Regions from separate parts of the Zea mays genome. Here all the other regions are linked to region 2. The links are chromatin contacts, called in public Hi-C maps. All regions are on one chromosome and are shown on one strand. Each heading gives the region's core, a stretch centred on a gene start, on an enhancer-like site or on the middle of the called end of the contact. The rest is flanking DNA. Distances are from core to core; before and after follow the strand shown.

The links. A called contact is a pair of places that touch in the nucleus more often than the background predicts.
Region 1: a contact with region 2 is called in a Hi-C map of ear, with 2.8 times the contacts expected there. The contact joins the promoter of LOC100191419 here to the enhancer-like site in region 2. A contact is called at or near these places in 6 of 25 Hi-C or Micro-C datasets (ear, leaf and tassel).
Region 3: a Hi-C map of tassel shows a contact between it and region 2, with 4 times the contacts expected there. The contact joins the promoter of LOC100276119 here to the enhancer-like site in region 2. A contact is called at or near these places in 5 of 25 Hi-C or Micro-C datasets (ear, leaf and tassel).

The regions. Positions count from the first base shown.
Region 1 is chr5:125,168,155-125,171,993 of Zm-B73-REFERENCE-NAM-5.0, forward strand. It overlaps LOC100191419, which reads left to right and starts at 1,508. Exons shown (of 1, transcript NM_001136853.1): 1 at 1,508-3,798. The coding sequence starts at 2,273. The coding sequence ends at 2,788.
Region 2 is chr5:125,036,833-125,040,442 of Zm-B73-REFERENCE-NAM-5.0, forward strand. No RefSeq gene overlaps it. Among protein-coding and RNA genes, the nearest start is that of LOC103628424, 110 kb to the right of the region's middle. Within about 2 kb of position 1,954, at least 13 of the 20 cell types and tissues checked have an H3K27ac peak or open chromatin away from gene starts, as enhancers often do. A contact at or near this core is called in ear, leaf and tassel, where this site is marked.
Region 3 is chr5:125,287,685-125,291,713 of Zm-B73-REFERENCE-NAM-5.0, forward strand. It overlaps LOC100276119, which reads left to right and starts at 2,101. Exons shown (of 6, transcript NM_001371532.1): 1 at 2,101-2,520.

The DNA of each region.
Region 1 (3,839 bases), core at 258-2,757, 130 kb after region 2:
GTGTTTATAATATTGAATATAAATTGTACATATGTATATATAATTTTTGTAAAATAAAAAATAATCGTGTCGGGCCGGGCCAGCACTACATGCCAAGGCTACGGCCCAAGCACCACACGACGCTCGTGCCGGGTTGGCCTAGTCACTATTAAATAGGTCGTGTCTCGGGCCGGTTCGCTAGACACAACTCATTTGGCCATCTATACCTCCACATGATAATGATGGTCCTCGCCGCAGTTGCCACTACCTTGTTCGCCATTCTACTTCTTTTCTCTCCCCTCATGCCTCCACCTCCGCGCCACCCTATTCTCGATAGGGGGCGTAGGAGCATGCGCCTACTCCCCGTATTCGCCCGACATCAGCCCTGATACCGACTCGCGCAGTGGCAATTGCACGTCCACGAGGACGTTTCACATCATGCGTGCACCATCGTTTTCGCCGTCGTCAGACGTATCGTTCGTCTTCTCGGCCTTCGCCCTGTTCTTCCTCCCCAACCTGCTGCCCCCGCCCACGGTCACAGCCGCGAACCGACCGACGCTCGTCGACGCGGGTATGAGGCGAGTTGGTCATGCTCCTAGCCTTTCTCCGTGCGTGCCTTCGAGGAGGACATGGTGGCTCCTGCCACGTTTAGGTTATCATGGCGATGAGGAGTCCATATTTGAGATATTGGACAAACAAGGCCCGTAGCGCGGCAGCAGTCGACATATGCTACGGAGTTGGTGGTGGTGTTATGTCGCTTCGGCAGGTTCAGGGCTGGGAAGACACTCGCATTCTCCCGCCCTTCTCGGATTGACATCTGGTGCGGGTGCCTCTCGGTTTGGAGCTGCTCCGTGCAGGCTTCAAATGCCTAGGTCTTCGTTGTGTTCTTCTCCGGCAATGAACATGTATGTCCGCCTCTTCCCTTTCCCTACTGCTCTACGAAACATTGAAAGTGGGGGAGACGAGGGATGAGGGTCTCTGATTTGCTGCCTATGATACCCGTGCATTTATAAAAAATATTATGCGAAGAGCGGAGACAATTAATAAAAAAGCTAATTTTTTGGTAGATAATTTATGTGGATATTGTTGTGAGCTATCACAACGCACGGGTAATCGAGTAGTTGATGTATTATATAACAGTGTTACAGATAAGCAACCGGTTTCACACCATCTAATAGAAAGGAAAAGGACATCATGCTTCTTCTTCCCCATCAAGAAAGAAAGAAAAAAACTACGGATATTTTCCGGTAAACAAGCAACCAGCAGGGATCTCACTGAAAAACCACAGCCGCATTCATTCCATGCGTCCATCAGTCCTCCCTGCCGCGATCGGACGGCGCCCACCCCACCTCTCCAAGACCATTCCACGCCACCAACCGCAAATAATTCGAAACACTAGGGGCAGGCTAGTAACTTCCCGTAGGCTCTACCTTTTTTATCGGGCTCCCCCACCATCCGTGGCCCGACGACGTCCCCATTTCCAAGCTCCTCCTCGCGATTCCAATCCACGCACGCCTCCTCCGCTTCCGCCTCGCTCAGGGTTAGGGTTTCCTCTGCTCCCCATCTCATTCTTGTTTTTTCATGTTGGATTTGTTAGAGAAGGCTTGATCTATGCCTGTTGGGGCCCGATTCGGCGTCCCGGGATCGATTGGTGCGGTTTTATTGACGGGGTGGGGGCAAGAGGTTGCGGTGGTGTTGATTCGTTGGATACGGGGATTTCGGGGACTCGCATGTTCGTGGGTTGATTTGGCCTTCGCACTTCGGTTGGTGGTTTCTCTCGGTTCTTCTGTGTGGGGAAAAGAAAACGCGTTTCTTCTCTTTCTTATTTTTAAAGTTTTAAAAACTGTACAATGGTTGTTTATCACTTTGTCTTGTTTAAAATCATTAGATTTGTCGTTCCATTTTGCCTGATTTCTCAAAAAGTTTATAGCACTGTTAGTAGCTAGTGATTTAAATGCTCTATCATGGTGGAAATCGTGTGCATCTGGTTGAGAACGGTGGATTCGTTAAATTAACATCCCTGATTTGCCTGATTTCTCAAAAAGTGTATAGCAGATTTGATGCACGTTGTTCTCGATTTACATCCCTGAGAATCTTTTTTCCCTTGTTTTGTAGAGATTCGGATTTGATTATATTACCCTGATTCGTTTAAAAGGATGGGTTGAGCTGTATTTGCGCAACATATTTTGCGACAGTGACTTCTCTTCCTAAAAATTAGGGTCTTGTTCCGTCTACCACGATCCATTCTTGCTAAGACGGCATTGAATGTTTAATGTGCAGCTTATAGTCAGTGATGGAACACAAGGAGGCGGGCTGCCAGCAGCCGGAGGGCCCAATCCTATGCATCAATAACTGCGGCTTCTTCGGCAGTGCTGCGACGATGAACATGTGCTCCAAGTGCCACAAGGAGATGATAACGAAGCAGGAGCAGGCCCAGCTGGCTGCCTCCTCCATCGATAGCATTGTCAATGGCGGTGACGGCGGGAAAGGACCTGTAATTGCTGCATCTGTAAATGTGGCAGTTCCTCAAGTTGAGCAGAAGACTATTGTTGTGCAGCCCATGCTTGTAGCTGAAACCAGCGAGGCTGCTGCTGTAATCCCCAAGGCCAAGGAAGGCCCAGACCGGTGCGCGGCCTGCAGGAAGCGTGTTGGGCTGACGGGATTTAGCTGCCGATGCGGGAACATGTACTGTTCGGTGCACCGCTACTCCGACAAACATGACTGTCAGTTCGACTATCGGACTGCAGCAAGGGACGCGATTGCCAAGGCCAATCCTGTGGTGAGGGCGGAGAAGCTCGACAAGATCTGAGGCGGGCATTGGGGGAGCGAAATGGTTGCAATCTGCAAGAATTCAACATGCTGTCTTTGCTGCGTTATCATTGAAACTTGCCATTCTTGTCTGCTGCTGCGTCCCGTGAGGTTCAATACTGTGATGCACACAGCATCCAGGCAGCCGCAAGAATTTCATCAAAATGGTTTCCCGTGTTGGCTATGTCGTGTAAGCTTAATTCAGTTATTCATGGTGGTTTCGGTCGGTATTGTGGTATTCCCATTTAGGTAGCTCTGTAATGTATTGCTGTCTCAAGCGTGTTACATTCCAATTAGTAATAGTAATCAGCAATTGTCTGCCCCATATATTTTTTAAAAAGTATGTTCTTGTGATGTCCCAGCAACATATCACATTCAGTTAAACGCTTTGCATACGATTCATTATTTCATTCAGAGGGCCAGATGCTAGAGGCTGAGAGGTTGTCATAGTGTTTTCAGGCCACTGCTCTACTATACCCTTATGTTATGTTCAAGTAATTGTTCATATGTGAAGTTATTGACCAATCAACTGATCTTGCTCCTCGTAGGAGGAAGCAACCTCTGCTGCTCGTGTAGAGTCAAGGGTGCAATAAAGTGGAATTCTTGTTGATGAACACTTCATTTCATTTTTTTGTTGATGAACACTTGATTTCAAAAATCTTCTTTTATTTCAGAGCTGTGATTTTGTATCAGGACACAGCTTGGTGTTTGAGTATGCTGAATCTGGATTAGCTACAACCTACACAAGCACAATTTCCTGGTGAATGTTGACACTAGGTGACCTGAATTCTCAAGCAAGGCGTTTCATATTCTGCAATCTCTTTCCAGCGTGCGTACAACGGGAACATGCAGCTCGCCTTTCCGCATGTGATTGCAACACGCCTAACTTGTTTTTGTATGATTGTCACCTGCAAAGAATTGGAACAAGTCTAAGCAACTTGTTTTTTGTATGATCGCCACTTGCAAAGAAGATAATGATTTGTACGAAATAGTATTCTTCTGCTGGGCATGAAATGTTTTCCTCCCTCAATTTGTGGGTCCCTTCAGGCTTG
Region 2 (3,610 bases), core at 704-3,203:
CCTTGTTCTTAATTCATAGCATTTGAGAACAAGTCCCCAACACCTTCCATAAGTTTTCTTAGTTTCTTCCTCCTGCTTTGGGACAACCTTGGAATAGAAGCAACAAAACTCGGTAGTTTCATCACCTACAACAACATGGGTTCGAAAACCCTGAGTACGGAGTGTACTTTTGCAAGTCTTACCCGACTAAAAGAAAAGACTCTCAAGGATATGCTGGCCTTTAGGAGTCAAGGTAAGGTTTAGCAAGAACCAATGACTTAGTTTGCTCAAAGCTTACTAAAGTTGGTCCTTATGGATTCATTTTACTTGTCAGGTTAAGTAGTTACCTGAATCTAGATTTCTTTGTTAATCTAGATCAAACACTTTGCCTACACTAGCCATCTTTTATTACGCTCCGAGTTTTCTTGTCACTACAGTGTACGGCAGTGACCAAGTCTTCATATCCGAGAAGTAACGGCGATCTGAATCGATTAATAACTAGCTAGGGATCTCCAACCACACGAAATATGTAGCACTTAACCCTTGCATATGTCAACTCGCACCCGGGTTTCTCAAGACCAGAATGGGTTCACGCCAACCGAGAGCACAGATACTACACCGTCCAGCCTCTTGCCATGGAGGGTACACACTACTCTCACCATCTTTCCACTTCCATTGTGTGGTAGCCTTTATGGTATTAGTCCGACCGAGGCAAAGCTTACCCATGACGAGGCATGTGGCCAGTTAAAAGGTCCTCGATCAACAAGCCTACATTGACTTGGTCCTTAAACAACTCAGATGGAGACACTACACTGAGACTTCCTTCTCGTGCAAGTCACCGACCCGATCTCATCATTACCATTCATAACCCAAAGTTTGGTACCTGACACATGTACTCTTTTCAGATGTGAATCCATCACGATCGTGATGGATTCACGATCATAAGTCTTTCCTTTGTAAAAATTCTGATCTAGTGTGAAGCATCAACTTTTTAAAACAAAACATTTTGTTTTCTAAAGCAAGGCTAAGCATCATTAAACTTGTTTGAATAAACCAGGTAACAAGGAATGGTATTCAATTTCTCAAGGAATGAAATGCATCAATAGTTTATCACACAATTCGTATCACCTAATGCAGCATTCAAAGTTGGTAAAACTTTAAAATACAAGGAAAGGTAAATGCACTGGGGCTTGCCTTGTGTTGTAGGAATTTTCTGCTTCCTCACCACAGATGTCGAAGTAAAAGTTGTTCTCCACATGAAGATTCTCAGTTGGAGTAACAACCTCTTCTTCTATTATAGATTCTTCTGCGTGTTCTTCATGCAATAATACATGTATATGAATGCTTATGCTATGTCATGGATATGTAAATGTATAACAAGAAGATAGTAAGTTGTGTCTTTAATTCAACTTTCCTTCACGATGTTTATCAGCCATTAAGACTTCCTAGTTAGACACCCTTTTACGATTAACTTACTAACCTTCTAAGGTTAACAAATGAAGGTAATGTTTCAAAGTTCAATTTTTATTTACAAAACTACCTCTAATTCACTTAGTATTAAAATGGTTAATCCATTGGACTATTTACTGATTTTCTAGACAAACAGTGTCCAAACAAATTCAAACTTCACTCAAAGTCTATAACCAACATTTTAAGTCTACCCAAAATATTTTATGATTTTTGGGATTACTAAACAATTTCTAAAATTCTGCAAGGCCTTACTTAACTACCTTTAAATGCTACATAATTCAGGGTTTAAGATAAAAATCTTAGATTTATTTTTATTAATTATTACTTGATTTTAGGAGTCTAATAAAATTGGTCCCATGATTTTATCAATTTTATACTATTTTGATGGATTTCACAAGCTAACAGGAAAAAAAGAAAAGAAGAAATGGTGAAAAGGGCTGGGCCGAATTCGGCCTGAGTCGGCCCACGGATGATAGAAGCGCGCACTGCGCGGAAGACCCGCGTCCGCATTGGCGATGTTGCACAAAAACCCCTGGTGTTTCGAATTGCTGGAAAAAAGGATTCTTAGCACTATAGCATCGAGTCCGATAAAACACTTAAATCCTGTCCTTTCCTATTTACAAAACCAAGTCCACGACGCCACAGTGCTCAACGCCGGTGAGTCTTCAACCTTGTGCCCGCCAACGGTCTTCACGGGTGCGACCGAGCGAATCTACACCTACCCCACACCTATCCGAGCACGCTAGCATCGTTGTAAACCATAGCTTGTCCTCGGGCTCTGTCTACCAATGTCAATGGCAAACGCCGAGGATCACCGGACCTGTTCCCGAGGCTCAGGTGTAGTAGCATTCAAATTTAAAGCACGACGAGCATCACTAACTCACCAGGAGTCGACGACATCAATGGAGAAGGCTGGAAGAAGGATGGGAATGGTTGCCCACGTCGAGGTGCACCCACGGCGAAACGTTCCAGCGGTGAGGGACCGTTCTGGTTGAAAGGTTGCGGTAGATATCAAGCCCAAAGGTCAATGAGCTTTCCTGGCCCCCAAGGAGATGGGGACAAGGCATAGAGGAGACAAAACCCACCTCAACTGTCCTGGCCACGCCAGAGCTCACCACAGTGGCGATGACGACCGTTCCCGGGGAAATTCGATGACCTCGAGCGATGGTGGACGAGAAGGGATAGATGGTGGGGCGCTAGCTCTGTAACTAAGAGGCGGAGATCAGTGCATGGTCAATTTGGATGACGGGGGTGAAGATGCGGTGAATTTTAAAGAACCAATGACCCACGGTGACAGCCCAAGCGATAAGCTTCACCGTGCCTCGCTGGCTTTCACCGACGACGTCGGGCTCGACTATTTTCCAGGGACCAGACACGTCCCGCCATGGCTAATGACGCGAGTAGATCAGTAGTTGCGTGGAAAAATGGAGTGAAGCGGTGCTGGCGACTTAGCACGGTCATTAGGGCCAGCAACCGCGTGGCGGCTTAGACGTTCGCGCGCCACGACGGCGGTCTCACCCAACTCACAAAGATCATGGCGAAGAGATGCACGCTGAGCACACATCCGGAATTCTGCGCAAATCATGACGCCGATCAACGCCGACAGCGAGATGAAGTGTATTCGGCACTGAATTGAATTCAGAATTGTTCATACTGAATGCCTCATTCAGGTCGCCTGACAGCCCGACTTTGGGGGCATTTTACTCCTATTTCTGAACAGCACTAGGTCCAACTTAGTATTAAAGAATTGTTCCTCAATGTAAGGGATACAACTTTGGTTTAAAGATAGTAGTCCTTAGCTCCATTAATCAGTCACAAATTAGCTCCCAAATTGGAGAAATGTCATTGGTTTCTCAGTTTCAGCACTGCCCTAGTCTGACAGCACAAGTTTGGAGATGTTTTACACTAGGTTCCATATAGTTTTAGGGCTAGGTTTCATACACAAATTTGTACTACTATAATAGCCCTACAACTTTGTTATGGTGACATATTGTCAAACCCTTATGGATTACAAGTTACAAGGCTTCAAACATTGCTCAATATCACCTTTTTGCTTAGGGCTCCAATTCTTGAGCACTTGTGAACCTGTGCCATTTTCTCCAATTTGCTTCACAACACTTGAAAATCCCCAAATGGGAAAAGTGTTAAACTCACAAAGCTC
Region 3 (4,029 bases), core at 851-3,350, 250 kb after region 2:
GAGGAGGATGATATGACCACGTCATTAAGCAACACGTTACAACCCCCCAAGTCATACTACATCAACTCAAGTACAACCGACATCATCACCAACCCAAGCCTTTGATGGACCAATTACACGTAGCCGAGCTAAGAAGCTACAACAAGAGGTGCACGCGCTACTTTATGAATTTCAATTAAACACTAATGAGAACTTTATGCTACCTATGTCATGTATGTTGATATTACTTAGGTTCACCAAAGAGGAAGGACAAAACATATCAAAGGCGAATCAGCAAGAAGAGCTATGCCCGAGTCAGTCTAGCGCTACAGAACCGTCCAGAAGAAACAGTCATATCTTTTGATTCCCAAAAGCTATGAAGGCCCATAAGTATTTTTTGGAAAGCTCTTGAAGTCTAGTTTCCAATGCTTCTAAGGCCGACTTAAACAAATCTCCCAGTAAGGCAGCCGACCTACTTTAGTGCTGACTGGTCAGAAGGTCAACGGTCTGTTTGATGACCAAGTTTTCGTATTAAACTGCATCATTCTACAAAGTTTTATTAAGCATGCTATACATGGTGAGAAAGCTTATCAAGTCAGCTTTCCAACGCATCCAGCCCCACGTCATTTGAAGATTCCTAGAAGAAGTTATTGTCAAAATACTGAAGGCTGCGCAGAAGTCAAACAACCACACGGAAATCAGCTCTGCAGATCTCTCGAAGAGGCTCCTTCACATTAGCACGTGAAAATACTTTTGTTTCGTGTTTATACCTCGCTAAAGCTGGTTGTTACTAGTATAAATACCCCCATATGTCTATGATGTAGGGCAGCTTTTGATAATCTAAAACAGAACCCCTTTGTTCAACTGTGTGCTAACAAATATTGAGAGTAATCTCTACCCCTTTGCTCTTGTGAATTCCTTCGCGGGATTGCAGAAGCGGCGGCTTCATCCACTCCTAAGTGGTGCTCTTACTCCCTTTGAGGTCTCCTCGATTGATTGTAGGTTGTGTTGGTTGGTTCTTTGAGAGTGTGGTTGGGCGAATCCTCGATTCAGGCTGTCGGTTAAAGACGGTGGTTGGCTTCGAGTTTTATTTGTCAGGTTGCACTAGTTATCGCTGTTTGCAGCAAGTTATCTTGGCTTCTTTGAAGCTAGTTATCTGAAGATTGATCCTACGTCGTAAAGATCGGGCATTGTGACGCATCAAATACAACACCAAATTAACATAATTCATCAACCCATCATCATCAATTTATCATAAATTCATAATTCACACACATGTTTACCAGTTTAACACATAGTCACAGTCGCATAGACCAATTTAACACATATACGTAGACGTAGTTTATCAACCAACCGAGCTAGAACGTTAACTGCTCATAAAAAATCAAACGAATTGATCTAAGCCGAGCCGACCATAATACGAGCGAGTCGATGAGACACATATATTCGGTGTAACCTTACCAAGGCCTTGTTTGGTTATAAGGGATGGAATCCTACCATGAATTTAATCTGGGTCTGTGGATTATGTGAATCCATACCTCACACCCAATCTCATGATGAGATTAAACCTATCATTTAATCCATATATCTCTTTAAGCTAGTTATTCTTTTGATCCATGGATTCTAATATAAACTTGTGCAACATATTTATAGATTTTTTCCATATTTAATGAGTTATGGATAGAATATATGTCTTACATAATTTAAATTTTTTTCCAAATCTTTGTTTATAATTTATGATGCGTTTAACCGAAGAAATAAATTTAAATAGTCTTAGATTACTTTAAAGCATAAATTATGATATAGATTTAATTTTAAACTATACTAATTCAGAACTGGATTGATGTAAAAGAACAAGGCCCAATACCCAATGGTGTAGGTGGTCAGTCGATCCAGCCTTATCCGGCCACGTACCCGTCGTTAGCTTTGTTGGCCCACCGACAACGACCTCGCGGACAGCGCACGTCCGCACCGCGACGCTCTCCGATTCTCACTGCTCCTCTGGTCCCACGGTGGCTCACGCCAGCCTCGAGCATTCGCCACTGAATCAGATCGGAGAGCGAAAGCGAAACCGGCGCCGTCTCTCCCCACCCTCGCGGTCGTCGCCCACCGTTTTTATTACATCTTCTTCTTGGTTTCAGCTGCGCACAGGGAATCCGTGAAGCTCCTGTGCCAGACACAGAGAGAGCAAACCGTGCAGCGGTGCAGGCCAGCGCGATCCAGCTCCCATCAGTGGGCGCGCCCGCCGTCTCTTGCGACCCTGTCTTCTTGGTTTCTTGGCGGGGTCGTCCTGCTCGTGTCGCGCTGCCCACAACCCGCGTTCTGTCGCGGCATCCGCCGTGGATCTTGGCCCGGGTTGTCCCTATATCACGCAGAAAAAAGGGCCATCCCCCCCCCCCCCCCCCCCCCCCCCCCCCCCTTCGCCCTCGGGTTCGTTACTGAGTGTGCCGGAGTGGTATTCGTGTTCCGCCGGGTGCCGAGGTGGCCTCGCGGTCTTCTGCCGTCTCATCGTCGCCTGCTCCCCGTCGCGTTCATCCCGAGGTGCGGCCTTGTGGACTCCTCATAATTTTGAAATCAATGTGTTGATGTTATGTGTTTGCTGGGGAGAGCATGTCTGAGCACCTGCATTGCATTGCATCTTTCTTCCGGAGTCCGGACGTTTGTTGGTGAGTTTAATCGGATTTGTTATGGAATCTGGATCTATCTCAATTAGATGCGCTCCTGTATGCAAAATTTGTTGTTTTCGCTGTCCGTGATGCCTAGGTTGTGGTTGTGGTAATTGCATGAGATGAAATGACGCTACATTATCCTGAATTTCCCTAGGGGTGTTTGGATCCATTTATTTTAGAGGAATTGGAATGTACTTAATAAAGTAACCTATTTAGTCTGAAATTTTGCATTCCACCACTTTCCAAAGTTCAGATATAAGTCTATCTCAAATTCATGGGGTGCAGGATGAGAAATGATTTTATGTATCATGTCTATCTCAAATTCATGGGGTGCAAGATGGGAAATGATTTTATGTATCATGGGTGGAGGATTGGAAATGATTTTCTGTATCAGTAGAATTTGTTTCTACTCTATAAATTATAGGACGCTCTTCGGTCACTCATCTATAGTAAAAATATAACACATAAATATCTCTGTCATCTTGCTAATAATAGTATACAAATATATTTTGTATAAAACCGAATTAGCTTAATTGATATGTGTCTAAATTACTATTACGTCCCGTTTGTTTCGTTAGATTTGAATTCCATTTTAATGATTATAATTTAGACAAAACTAATTAAGTTTATATATTTATATATGTAATATATTTGCATATTATCCTAAATCATATGAGAGAGATAGTTATATACTATATTTATGTTATAGCGGCGCAAGTAGAAGAGTGTATTATAAGTTGTACATCGGAAAAATAGCATGCAAATCTATAGAATCAATTTTCATCTCTCACCCCATGGATTTGAGATAGGCTGATATGATAACTTTGGAAAGTGGTGGAATGTCATATTCTAAAAAAATAGTCTATTCTATTAGTAATATTCCAATTCCTCAAAATGAAAGGAAACAAACGGGGCCTTATTAGAATGTAATTCAATCCCAAGGATCCAAACGGGACGTCAAGTGAATTCTGGTCTCCTGAAAGTGGCGCACTAGACTAGTTCACCTGTTCTATTATTCCTTCGAAACAACTGTCATGTGTACTTGAAACGGATCAACACAAGCAAAGCATGTCTCAAATAAAGCAATGTTTTCCTTTTTTTTATATCTATGACATTTGAGTCACCAAATGTATCAAAACCATGTCATCTTCCTTTTAAGAAATGTTCAGAATATTTGGTACTTTGTATTTCACAAAAACGTTGGTTGGTCATTCCAATTTCAGAACCGACCACTCTAGTTTGGCTTTGGCCCTTAGCAGTTCTCTACTCTTATTATGGTTTCTGGTTGTATCCAAATGTAGACAGCTTTTGTAGCTCACTGCTCTATATATCTGTTGAGTGCTTAATTCGTGTTTAGGGTTTAGGTAATGGAAATAAATCC